2 separate regions of the Pan troglodytes genome follow, and region 1 is linked to region 2. A link is a contact called in public HiChIP or PLAC-seq data. All regions are on one chromosome and are shown on one strand. Each heading gives the region's core, a stretch centred on a gene start, on an enhancer-like site or on the middle of the called end of the contact. The rest is flanking DNA. Distances are from core to core; before and after follow the strand shown.

Region 1 (3,467 bases), core at 199-2,698, 180 kb after region 2:
CACTATCGGAAACAAGGAAGGTCCTGTCTGCGCGCTGCAGCTTCCTAGCAGGCTGCCGGGTTCTCCCACCCAGGCCAGGGCGCTCAGGGCCGGGCTGCTGGGGAGAAAGTCCGCATCTGCCCAGGTCCCCAGAGGACAGCAAGGGGCAGAGCGCGCTCTGAAGCACCGCGGGCCCATGTCCGGACTCTCGCGCCAGGAAAGACCCCTAGAAGCTGGCAGGAAGAAGGGCAAGTTCAAGGCTACCCTACGACCCCATCTTCCAGTTGCCCCTCCAAGACCTCTCCTTCCCTCTGGGGCCGGGCGACAGCAAGCCCTCCCCCTTTCCGTATCAGGTGACCCACGACCCTACAGTCTCTCGGGCCAAGCCAACAGCTGCCACGTGGAGGGAGACCCAGGACGGGCTCTCCTCGGTTCCCTCCTCCCCCGCGCGCCCCTCACTCACTCCGCAGGGCTCGGGGCACCAGGCTTTGCACCTCGGAACCCGCTTGCCCCCCTCCAGCCCCGGGAGGGGGCTCGGACTTCGGCAGGAAGTCTGGCGGCTGCTGACTTTATAAGGGCAGCGGTGGCGGATGGGCTGGCGGGCGGGTGTGTTTACCAAAGGGAGGGAAAGAGCCCCAGCTCCCCCCGCCGCGGCCGCTGCAGCCTCGGCGGGAGGAGAGGGAACGCGGGCGGCGCGGGGGCGGGGAGCGACAACTGGGATGAGACCGAGGAAAGCGGAGAGGAGAAGGGCAAGAAAGACCCAGAGAGAGGGGAGGAAGTACCACTCACTTCTTCCAGGGGGACTCGGTATTCTCATCTGTGAAATGGGGCTTTGGATTCAAGCGCTCCAGGAGGTCCGCTGGAACTCTGGCAAACGCGCAGCTCTAAGCAGAGGAAGTGCAGCGAGCGGGGACCCGGGAGGAAGAGAAGAGTCGGAGGGGTCAGAGAAAAGAAAAGGGAAGGACGCGCTTGGCGAGATGGGACACTGTGCCGCGGGACCGCGGGCGCAAGTAACGGTCTTTCCTTGGGAAGCCTGGCAGTGTCGGCGGGAGCCGGCCTCGGTGTCTCTCAGCCGACCCACAGCCGGAGACCCTACGCGCGCCCCCTCCCCGCCCACGCTGCTCACCTCCGGTCACCGGCAAATGAGCAGCCAGCAGCTGCGGACGCCTCCGGGAGCGCAACGCTTTCGCGGCGCGTCCGGAGTCCCGTGGGCCCAGCCCTGAGCCGCGCCCGCGCTAGGGTCTTCTCTGCGTGCAGGACCCGGCGGCCACGGAGCTTCAGCCTGACAGCCCGGTGGCCTCGCCTCCGCTGTCTCCTCGGAAGAAGCGGGGGAACTGGGAACCCGCCGGGCGCCAGAGGTCTGCGAAGCTGGGCTTGGATGAAGTGGATCTGCGGAGTTGATAGTTGTATTTACACGCGTCCGGAGCTGCGCCCCGAGGTGGGGGCGGGGGCTCCCTTCTTTTCCCCTCCCCTTAGGTCGAGTTTCACGCGCACGTGACTCGCCCGCTGGTCCCGGACACTCTCCCTCTGGCACGGCCCCAGCACCTACATTTCCACCCTGGACCCCCATCTTCTCCCCCAAGCCCCCAGACTAACATCAGGCAGCGCCCTCTGTATCCTTGTTCAAAACAAAGTGCGATTCGGCTGAAGCCGACTGACCGCGATTCAGGGCCGCCTTGGGTGGGGTTTTGAACTGTGCAGCTGGAAGCAGTGTTTTCCGAGAGGCAGAGTGGCACGGGTTTCTTTGGAGTTAGTCAGATCGAGGTCTGAGTCTTGACTTTTTAACTGACTACCCTGGGTTACCTAGGGCAAGTTACCTCTCTGAGCCCCAGCTTCCTCCTCTTTAAATTCGGTTAAAATGGAACCTACCTAACTGCCCAAAGGAATCGGGATTGTGATGCAGGTAAAATGCTAAGCATAGCATTTGGCATAGTAAGCATAATGTTAATTGTTGCTGCTGTCATTATTTCAGAAGACCTGGTGATCGGATGCTTCCAGATCAACAATTGATTGACTCCAGGTAAATTTCTCAGCCTCCCTGAGCCTCAGTATCCTCATCTGTAAAATAGACTACTATGGTGTGGAGTAATGAGAAGTAATCTCATTACATGTGAGTTTAATTGTGTGTTAAGAGTGCTGCTAATGCATGCTGAGCTTAATACCTAGGTGATGGGTTGATAGGTGCAATAAACCACCATGGCACACATTTACCTACGTAACAAACCTGCACATTCTGCACATGTACCCCAGAACTTAAAATAAAAATAAAAATTTTTTAAAAAAAGAGTGATACTGGTGGCCAGGTGTGGTGGTTCATGCCTGTAATCCCAGAACTTTGGGAGGCCAAGGCAGGAGGATCGCTTGAGCTCGGAGTTCGAGACCAACCTGGACAACATGGTGAAACCCCGTCTCTACAAAAAAGAAAAAAAAAATAGCCAGGCATGGTGGCGTGCACCTGCAGTCTCAGCTACCCAGCAGGCTGAAGTGGGAGGATCACTGAGCTGGAGAGATGGAGGCTGCAGTGAGCCAAGATCATGCCACTACACTCCAGCCTGGGTGACAGAGTGAGACTCTGTCTCAAAAACAAAACAAGAATGACTACAGAAAGCTCCAAGAAGACCTCAGATAAAAGGGAACCCCTGAACAGATGAGCCACCAAGCCAAGAGAGGAACTAATGGCTACCATAGACAGGGCACTTTCCAAAATAAAAATACTGTTATTAATTCCTCAAGACATCATGGTCCCATTTAAACCTCATAGCTTTTCACAGAGGGAGAAACTGCAGGCTTGAAGCTGGAGCAAGGTTAGAGGTAGGATGCAGAGTCAGGTCGGCCTGGCATTTAAGTACGGCTCCTTCCATTCCTCCCAGAAGGAGAATGGCAAGAGCAAAGGCTTAGCTGTGGGAATGGCACAAGGAGTTCTCGCCGGCCAAAGCACGTCAGGCTCTGATGGTTTAACTTCTTAAAATGCAATACTGCCTCCCAGAACTTCCAGATCAAGGTCAAACTCCTCAGCTCTGCACAGGGGGACCTAGAGTCAACTTTCTAAGCTAGGAGAGTCATGGATCCCTTTGAGAATACAAAAGACAGTGGGCGCGGTGGCAGTGGCTCATGCCTGTAATCCCAACATTTTGGGAGGCTGAGGCAGGAGGATCACTTGAGCCCAGGAGTTCAAGACCTGCTTGGTCAACATAGTGAGACCCCTATTTCTACAAAAAATTCAGCTGAGCATGGTGGCATGTGCCTGTAGTCTCAGTTACTGGGGAGGCTGAAGTAGGATGATCCCTGAGCCCGGGAGGTCCAGGAAGCTGGAGTGAGCCGACATCTCGCCACTGCACTCCAGCCTGGGTGACAGAGACCCTGTCTCAAAAAAAAAAAAAAAAAGAATAAATATGTTATTGATCTACTCTTGACAAAAATGCTTGTGTGAACATGGACACACACACTCATCAACATTCACATTTCAAGGTTTTCATGAACCCTTTCCA
Region 2 (3,343 bases), core at 819-3,318:
CAAGCAGTTCAAAATGGAAAACAAAACCCACACTTTAAGATATCAAGCTAGCCAGGCGCAATGGCTCATACCTGTAATCTCAACCCTTTGGGAGGCCAAGGTGGGCGATCCCTTGAGTCTGAGAGCTCAAGACCAGACTGGGTAACATGGCAAAACGCCGTTTCTACCAAAAATTATTAAAAATCAGCTGGGCATGGTGGCATGTGCCTGTGGTACCAGATGCTCAGGAGGCTGAGATGGAAGGATTACTTGAGCCCAGGAGGCGGAGGCTGCAGTGAGCCGAGATTGCGCCACTGCACTCCAGCCTGGGTGACAGAGCAAGGCCCTGTCCCCAAAAAAAACCAAAAACACACACACACAAAGAAATCAAGCTAAGATTCTGAACCTTGATAAAAGCCACAGGCAGAAACTACTATCTAAATCAAGACAGAAGAAAATCTTCTGGAGTCAAGGCACACAGAAATTCACAAGACTTCAACGCTCAAAGCCAAACACTGATTGCCTGATGGCCTCACAGCCCTGCTCTAAGGAGCCCAAACTAGCAATCACAGGGTTACATGAGGAAGGAACCTCGAGTCTCTAGAAGATTAAAATAAGATGATGCAGTAAAAAGGAGGTTTATAGCCATGGGACATCTCACCGATTCTCGGAAGCCATCATACTTGTAGACATGGCCATTCTTTGTAAGCAGTTTAAGTCCATGGCCCAGAGCAACACGGCGCCAGATGCCTTCTGTTAACTCCCCAGCCTGGATGTTGTCCACTTTGCCTGTCTTGCTATTCTTGAAGATGATGCCCTGGCGGCTCAACCTCAGTCGACCATCATTCTGTAAGAAAAGCAGGCCCAGATCCATGGAGACAGTACACAGCATGTCCTGGGTTCTACAGCTCTACCTAACACACATTCCTGCTGCAAGTGGACTGGCCAGATTATCAATGCAGGAGCAACAGCTGAGGGTGCCAAGGAGTCTAGATTCTAAACCAGACTCTGGTATCTAGAACCCTTAACAGATTCTCAGTTTCCTCATCTGTAAAACAGGAATTGGGAACTGAACAGCATATATGGTCCCTATAACTCTGAGACTATCTCTCAGTATTGCCTTGAGTTGGTGGAGACACTAGGTACACATTATACTGAGTTTTCTTTTTCCAAAATAACGTTACCAAAGCAAGCTCTCATTAATGGACAAAAACTCTACCCTCCTTCCTTCTCTCTACTTGTATCACCTGTCCAAGCCATTCTCACCATGGAACCTTTCACCTCCTGATAGACGTCGTTGAACTCCAGTGTCTCTGCCATGTCGACCCCTGCCTGTGGTGGCCTGGGCAGAGCCCCAGGCTGCACAAGGGAAACCAAGTAAACTGGGAGCTGGGCCCCAACTCCTGAGTGGGTGTGCGGATGCTCAGCAGGTTGGGAATCTGAATTCAAGAGGAAGACAGATAAGCATGAAAGACAGCACCTCGCTGTGCTCACGGATGGAGCCAGGTAGCAACTCCCAGCTGCGCCTGGATGTCTCAGGATTTCCTCTGCCTGGAAACCTACAGACGGACGCTGCAGTGCCCGAGGGTCCAGGTCCAGGCCTGGGTGGAGAACCGGGCCTGGAATACCGCTGACACCCAACCCGACGCCCGCTCTGGCCGCTCCGGCGGGAGCCATGGCAACGAGCAGCGGAACCCCAGGGTCTGCCCGGAGCCCGCACATCGCACGCGACCCAATCCAGCTCAGAGTGCAGGGTTTCCCTCGCACCGCTCCCACCACCCCGCGGCCCCAGACCCACGGCTCACCCCCGCCCCACAGAATGGATTCGCCCGCTCCCCGCGGTTTCGAACGCGGAATGGTCCATGTCGAGCGTCCCGTGGGGGAGCGGGGCCCCTGCCTTCCTGGGACCGGGGACGACCACCACCTACCTCCTCAGGCTGCGGCCTCGCGAGGGCCCCGGCGCGAGAGGTGGGCGCGCTGGGGGGACGCGGGGGGGCGCGGGGCGGGGGATGGGGGGACACCGGGGAAGCTTTTCCCGCGTGCGCGGCCCCGCGTCCCGCCACCGGAAGCCGTGCACAGGCCACAGAGAGGACGAGCTGGCTAGAGAGACGCGAGTCGGGCCCGCCTGCGAGACAGTCGCATAGAGCGTCAGCGACTCTGGAGGACCTGAGGGAAGGGTGGTTGCCGTGAAGCCTCTCTCACCCAGGGGGAATCCGGCCTAGAAAATGTGTGTAGGGCTCTTTAGAAACTACAGACACTTCTTCAGTCGAGACTAGATACTAAAGAGAAATTGTGTAGTTTTATTGTATCAGACTTAGTACAGGGGTGGGGTGGGGGTGTGTATTGGAATGATGCGTGCCCGTTTCTCTGCAAAATAGTTTCTGTGTCATGGAAAGGAGTCGATGGGACAAGAAGAGAAGTATTTGAACAGTTGTGGGAGGAAACGACCTCTCCCACTGGCTGCGGAGAGTATGCGGGTGTTGGTGTCATCGTGGGTGCACTGCTTTCTGGCTGAACTGTCAAGTTCACTGTCTACACCCAAAATTTTCACATCCTTAACCGAAAATTATAGGTACCTCCAAGAGGCTGGCAAACGGCCTTATCCAGTTCAAGTCCTGGTGTCAGATTCACCTTGGAGCCAGAACTGATTTGAAACCACATCATCCTGTGGTTGCGGAAGCCAGGTCTCCCCCGTATAATCCCAGAGTGCATTTTGCAACATCAGAGACCAGACCTGGAAAAGATGTTTTAGTTTTTCTACCCCAACCTCCTTTTACTGATGGGAAAACTGAGACCCAAAGGGGAGTGAGTTGCCCAGGGTCTCAGTGCGTTGGCAACAAGGCTAGGTAGGACCCAGACCTCCTTAACACCACCAGTCCAGTTATCTTCTGTCATAATCACAGTGACTGGATGTTCAGAATGACTATTGATATGTGTCCTACATGAAGACATTAGTACAGAATATGTAAGCTCAAGATTTCCCTGACAATCAATACACCAGCTTGCTAAATCAATCCTGGGGTAAGAGACAACAGGAATGCACCCTTCTCCCCTGAACTCATAGCTTTAACCTCTGAGTAGTGGCTATTCCAGCATTATCTAGCAAAATAAATTCAACTGGGTTTAATAAATAGATATTGAGGGCCTATTACTACTTTAGCACACTTCTCAGATTTGAGGAAACTTGAACAAGGTGAAAACATCCCCGGCCAGGCGCGGTGGCTCACACCTGTAATCCTAGCACTTGGGGAGGCCAAGGCAGGGAGATCACTTGAGGTCAGGAGTTTGAGACCAGACTGGCCAACGTGGTGAAGCCCCGTCTCTATTAAAAATACAAAAATTAGCCAGGCGTGGTGGCGGGTGC

Evidence for each region. HiChIP or PLAC-seq counts read pairs in DNA pulled down with a chosen protein or histone mark.
Region 1: an H3K4me3 HiChIP or PLAC-seq map of stem cell-derived excitatory neurons shows a contact between it and region 2, with 2.3 times the contacts expected there. The contact joins the promoter of SLC43A1 here to the promoter of SSRP1 in region 2. A contact is called at or near these places in 2 of 7 Hi-C or Micro-C datasets (induced pluripotent stem cells and stem cell-derived neural progenitor cells) and 1 of 1 datasets of contacts at active chromatin or transcription factors (stem cell-derived excitatory neurons).

The regions. Positions count from the first base shown.
Region 1 is chr9:59,787,808-59,791,274 of NHGRI_mPanTro3-v2.0_pri, forward strand. SLC43A1 (solute carrier family 43 member 1) reads right to left here and starts at 1,449. Exons shown (of 15, transcript XM_016920904.4): 1 at 1,106-1,449.
Region 2 is chr9:59,608,081-59,611,423 of NHGRI_mPanTro3-v2.0_pri, forward strand. SSRP1 (structure specific recognition protein 1) reads right to left here and starts at 2,069. Exons shown (of 17, transcript XM_003954230.5): 1 at 1,908-2,069; 2 at 1,246-1,418; 3 at 641-826. The coding sequence starts at 1,299. P2RX3 (purinergic receptor P2X 3) reads left to right here and starts at 2,130. Exons shown (of 13, transcript XM_063784008.1): 1 at 2,130-3,000.